Regions from separate parts of the Gossypium hirsutum genome. Here region 1 is linked to region 2. Evidence: chromatin contacts called from public Hi-C data. All regions are on one chromosome and are shown on one strand. The core of a region is the stretch at or near the end of the contact, and the rest is flanking DNA. Distances in the headings are between cores, read along the strand shown. Region 1 holds the start of LOC107942584 (succinate dehydrogenase [ubiquinone] flavoprotein subunit, mitochondrial). Region 2 holds the start of LOC107889774 (tubby-like F-box protein 5).

Region 1 (3,092 bases), core at 296-2,795, 270 kb after region 2:
AATTTATAGTATTTGAAGAACTTTAAAAGGAAAATCATGGTTATGGTAATAAAAATGCTTTTGGTATAATTCATGTTTGTTCAGTCTTAGTTGGACAAGAGAAATTTAAATACCCATGTATTACACTTCAAAGTGCAAAAGACACTATATTTAAGAAAAATGCAAAAGAAACAAATGGATCATAATATGGAAAGTGTAAGAGTGGCAATTTATGATATTTGAAGATGTTTTAAAAAATTCATATTTGAGGTAGTAAAAATGATTTTGGTGAACTTCACGTTTGTGCAGTCTCTTTTCTTCTTCTTCTTCTTCTTCTTCTTCTTCTTTTTTCTTTTGAACATGTTTGTTCAGTCTTGATTGGACAAGGAGAACATCAGTTATTGTGCAACACAGACATCTGTGATAAGAAAGGGAACAGTAGCAAAGAGACAAGTACCATGTACAGAAACCACTAAACTGTAGAACCAATATGCCCATAAAATCAAGAATGATGAATCCCATTTATCTAAAGCCACCGTAACACAAGCATGCCCTGAATAATAGCAACAGCATAACTCATAATCATGAACACCATATAGTCTAAAAACCTGAGCCGCAACAGTATGTGAACGAGTTGGGAAAAGCTTAGTTATGCAAGCAGTATTAAATCCATGCTCTGAAAGACCAATGGCTGCTCTCAGCCCCGCACCACCAGCACCAACCACAACTGCATCATACGTATGATCCACTATTGTATAAGGGGGCCCCTGCAATGATCGCAAATGTCCATCACCAAAATACTTCTGGTTCAGTTTTTTTTTCTTTTAATAACTATATAAATTCTATAAAACATTCCCAACCAATCAGAAGAAAAAGATAATACTGAGAAACAAATCGAAAATATATGCATTTTGCATAAAATCAGCTAAAGTAATCAACATGGGCAGAAAACGGAACTTGTCCCATTAGAAAAAGATGTTAACTAAGATCAAGTTCCAGATGGTATTTGTTTCTACTGTATATTAGGGAAGTCAACTGAATGGAGCTAAAATTAAAGATGATTTAAGAAAATAATGCGTAGATTCTATGGATTCTTTTCCTTGGACACCTTTCTCAGCAGCCAAACAGTACAAACACTAAAACGATTCAAATTACATATAGGTTTTAATCAGAATCTACCCGAAAAAAACCAGCAACCGTTGAGAAAACGAGAATATAAAAACAAAGCAGGAATTGATTTTGAAAGCAGAAAAGAAATAGAAATTAAAAGCGGAACAAAAAGCTCAAAAACCCTAGAAAAGAAAGAAGCATACAGCATGAGTGGAGAAGAAACTGGAAATGTTAGATCTAAGAGAGTTAGCGGCAACTGATCTGTTGGAATATGGAGCTCTAAGGCTACGAGAAACGCAGCGCCACATCTCCGCCTACTTTGTTGGATGCTTTTTTTCCTTTTGCGAGTAGCGGGTATTGGAAGGCGTGTGGTTAATTTTGTTTATGTATAAATATATATATATATATTTGCTGGGAATAGTTACTGCCTGGCCGAGGGAAGAGAGCAAAAATGATGGCGGCGTAGTTGGAAAGGGCCTAATTGCTCATTTGACGCAGTATGCTGTTACACTTACCCTTTGTTTTTCAAGATAACTACCGTAATGCCATTTCTTTTGCATTCTATGAATTTTTTTGAGGAATATAATTAGTTTTTAATGTATTTTTATCTTAATCGTTTTTATTTTATTATAATTATATATAAAGTTAAATTTTAATTATTTAATTAAATTATTGAATTTTTTTAGTAATCTTAAATTTTATATTAACGTATAAATATAGTTATACATATGTAATTAAAATATATTTATATAATATATATAATTATTTAAAAACAAAAAAAAACAATATACCTATGAAAAGTAAAAGTATCACGAGATTTAAGCGTCAAACTATGAAACCATTTTTTATTGGGGGGGGGGACATTTTAATTTTTGAAATATGCCAAATTTTATATCAAAATTATATATTTTTATGTCAACAGTTTTTTATTTTAATAACAAAAGCATTATGTTTATAAGTATAATAGTTTGAGTTTAATCTCAAATAACTCTATTTTTTCTCACTAATTATAGAAAAAAAACTATGTGTTCTTATAATTAAATTTAAATAAATTTTATACTATAACAGGTTAAAAAAAATAGTCATGCTCACATTAACATTTTTTTTTGACACATAATATTCTCTATTTAAAGCACTTATTTATAATTTGAGTAAATTACTCTTTTACTTCTTTGGCCTTCTAATTTTTTTTAAGTTATTTTATGCCTTTTGTTTAAATTTTTTTTATAATTTTATATATGTTAAATATAAAGTTGATTTTAAATAAAGTATCTCCTTATTTTAAGATTTTACTTGATTGAATTACACTTTAATGTTATAATATTAAAATTAATGAATATTAAAATGTTAAGTTCAGAATATAGTTAAAAAAAGTCACATATTAATAATATTTATCAGATTAAATTTATATTCCTTTTTATAATATAATAAGATTTAATTACATTCCTTGATTAAATAGAGCAAAGAGAAATATAAAATTAAAATAAATGACAATTTTAACATTAAAACAAATTAGTTTAACAATATATATAATGAATAACCTATAAGAAATTATTAATAATATTATTTAAATTTTAATGTATTAATATTAATATTCAAATTATGATAAATTTTTGTATTATTTTTAAAATTGAATATTTTGTAATTATATTACATTTTTAATTTATTAATATTTTTTGAAAAAATCGATTAAAAATTAAACAAAAATTAATATTATAAAATTATAAATTTAATATATACAAGCTATGAGATGAAATAATATTCGCACCCTAATTTTATGATGTTAAACCATACACGATGAAACATTTTATGTTGATAAATTATTCCTTTTTTGCAAGTCGGTATCAATTACAGGTCCTCTTCATGGACTGCAAAAACTTTAATTTAAGAATGTTATTAGAAATCATTTCTCAAATTAAAATTTTGCAGATGCTTTAGGATTAATGTTAAAAAAATATATGATTTTTAAAAATGTGAATCTAAACACTTAATTTAGCATAATT
Region 2 (3,197 bases), core at 547-3,046:
AACACAAACAGCCAAAGAAGTTTCAGACAAAACTTAAATTGGTTACAACAAAATATGTTTAGTCCCCACCCCCATTGTTAAACAGCCATAACTTCTGAAGAAACAGATTCCAGACATGGGTTTCGTCGCTTTTCGCATAACAAGTTTTCGTATACCTTTGTCAAGATTTAGCAACAAATCAAGACTATTTACTGTATTTGTATTCATTCTGTAAGAATACTTCAAACTCAGTGGACTATACTAAAGCAGTCACATAAAATATTGACCTAGCACGGTTGATAATATGAAATTGTCAGGTAAACTTTTTTTTTCTCTAAATATGTGACGATTTAGTATCGATGAGTTAAATTGTATCAGCATTTTACGATTCATTTTCTGAAAAGACGAAAAATAGTCTTGGATTATGTTAAATTGTTAGAAAAAACATTACTTTTTCGTCACAGTTGATGTTTTGAGATTAGCGAAGAGATTAAAGTTGTGAACTTCACTTTACTAAACTAGGATTATTTATATGATTACAAGTTCCAAAAAGGTGTGTTCCAACGGATGAGTTGGCCATGGCAAAAGTGGCAGTTATAGTAGGGAAAGAGTTGCAATTGAGGGAATGGGTGCCTAACCTTATCGGCCGGGGAAAAAAGCAACCCTATTTTGCACACAAAATGAGGAGATTTAAGGTTGTTAAACCAGCGGTCCCCATCACCCAAATTTGAGAGCAGCCATGAGCATGAAAGGAGAGACATGTGAGGGGATTGGCGTCAAATTTGATTATTCTTCTTTGCCACTAAACGTGGATGTAACTCAAATTTCCATTTTTCAATGCTTATCCCTTTTGGCCTTTAAATTCCTTGCCTCCCTTCTATTCGTTATGATAAAAAATCACTAATGTTGAAATTTTTTATGTTGAATCCTTAAACAGTCTTTTATTAAAAAAAAACTCTTCTCATAAAAATATGAACAATGAATAATAAATGGATTCATATTATTTTCGGTATAAAAAAAAGATTGCAATAGGAGAATTAGAAGAAGCTATACAAGTTAGAATTTTGTATTATTTTTTAGAACAAAAAAGTTTATTGGATTGAATATTTCTTGAAATGGAAGAACATATATATAAATAAAGTGTGATTTCATCATATTCTAGTGCATGAAACTATGAATGACATTGATTAATCATTAAAAAATGTGTAGAAAAAGAAAGAGTATGTGATGTATAGTATAGAGGCTGACTCTGGTTTTGGTGGAAACTTGTGAATGGATGACGTTGTAAGCTTAGCAACATGTGGTCCACCATCATGAAAGTAGTAACAATCAAAGCCCACTGAGCATTGGGAATGGGCTCCTGAACGTGCATTTGTGGAACTTTGCTATCCTCCAATTTGGCATGGGACTCCACCCTACAGTTTCTGCTCTTCTTCACATGGCTCTAACCTTTTCACCCTACCATGTCCTACTATGCCTTTCAAACCTAGCCAAAATGGCAGGTTCTGGTAATGGTTACCACTGGTCTCCCACCTTTGGGGGATTTGAATTTGGTTCAATAACCCGAATCTATTAATTTGTTTATTTTATTATATAATATAAATGGTAATTGAATTTAGTGGGAAATTGAAGGGAAAGCACTTAAGAACAAGGTCTCCCATCAAATATTAATCAGGTGGGGTACAAAAGATGTATCTCCCAAAATACTTGGCTGATGCCACGTGTCCTGACAGCAGGGCTAATTAAATAATCGTCACGGCAGTCCACGTGAGTAGACTGTTTCATTAAATATATATTAAATTTAAAGGTTACTTTTTATCGGACCTTAATTAAAAAAACGTAAAAAAAAAAAAACAACTAAAGAATATTATTTTTATTCTAAAACCCAACTTTGGTTCCTTTTTAAGTGAATGAGCTTTTGTCTTTTTAACAGCGGCAGGAGGAAGAGAGAAAGCGCTGATGACCCCAAACTTGTTGTTATGGAGGCGGCGGTGGTGGAAGGGATGTTAGAATGCAGGCGGTGACAGTGATTATGGCAGTCGTGGCGCCAGCGTTACCAATGACGTGACCATCTTAGGATTCCCGCTCATAAAAAGAAAAGTTGGCACCTTTCCTTTACAAAAAAAAAACCCCAAATAAAGCATTTCTAATAATTTCTTTCATTCTGATTTGATCTTTATTTTTCAGGTTTGTGGTGTTGATTGAACTGTGGGTCCCTAAAATTGTTGGAATGCATCTGAGCTGATTCAGTTCTGGCTTTGATTAGAATCGGTTGGCTTTGAGTTGACCTCCACATTTTTTTTTTCTTCATCTTGGAATCTCAAGTTTTAAGCTTTTCCGGTCGATGATTCAGGTAAAAAGATACCCATTTTTTTAAAAATTGATGTCTATTTATTGGTTATTGATCTTGAGGTTTTCTTTATCTCGTGCTTTCCGGGTGTTAAATTTTATTTATTGAGTTTGATTTTATGTGAATTTGCTTATGGTTGAGCTGAGATTTGAATAGTGAAGAAAAATTGAAAAAAAAAGGAGAGAAAATCTTTTATGGTGTTTGATATGATATACTATTATTTTCAGTTGAATATTGAGAAATTGGATTTGATGTGCTTATAAGAAGATGTCACTGAAGAGTATTATGCGGGAGTTAAAGGAACTGAAAGATGGGATTGGGAACATGTCAAAGAGGGGAGATCAAAGCAAGCTGTGGCGTAGCCGGACTAGATCCCATGTTGCTCCTGATGAAGCACCATTGGAATCTCAACTCTCAGAACAAAGCCCCTGGGCCAATCTACCACCTGAATTGCTATTGGATATCATCCAGAGGGTCGAAGAGAGCGAGACAGCTTGGCCTGCTCGAGCTGTCGTTGTATTTTGTGCTGCAGTTTGTAGGTCTTGGAGGGAAATTACAAAGGAGATTGTGAAGACTCCAGAGCAGTGTGGACGACTCACATTTCCTATCTCATTGAAGCAGGTTAAACACTTTCCTATTAAATATGCCATTTTGATCCCTATACAATAAACTGCTGGAGCCTTCAAGTTCAGAATTTAGCTACAAAACTTTGCACGGATATATTGGTTGTATGCATCTTTGTCTTTGTCAGGCTTAAATAATAGTATAGATAAAGCTAAAGTATATATTTTAATAACCTTCTGTGTCTGCACACATTCAGTAATAACTCTCATGTTGGTGTCTTTAAATAATGGGAGTGGCGATTTTC

Evidence for each region. A called contact is a pair of places that touch in the nucleus more often than the background predicts.
Region 1: a contact with region 2 is called in a Hi-C map of leaf, with 2.3 times the contacts expected there. The contact joins the promoter of LOC107942584 here to the promoter of LOC107889774 in region 2. A contact is called at or near these places in 2 of 34 Hi-C or Micro-C datasets (both in leaf).

What each region holds. Positions count from the first base shown.
Region 1 is chrD12:11,937,731-11,940,822 of Gossypium_hirsutum_v2.1, forward strand. LOC107942584 (succinate dehydrogenase [ubiquinone] flavoprotein subunit, mitochondrial) reads right to left here and starts at 1,546. Exons shown (of 16, transcript XM_041108474.1): 1 at 1,293-1,546; 2 at 588-746. The coding sequence starts at 1,397.
Region 2 is chrD12:11,667,633-11,670,829 of Gossypium_hirsutum_v2.1, forward strand. LOC107889774 (tubby-like F-box protein 5) reads left to right here and starts at 1,797. Exons shown (of 6, transcript XM_016814333.2): 1 at 1,797-2,079; 2 at 2,167-2,332; 3 at 2,557-2,950. The coding sequence starts at 2,597.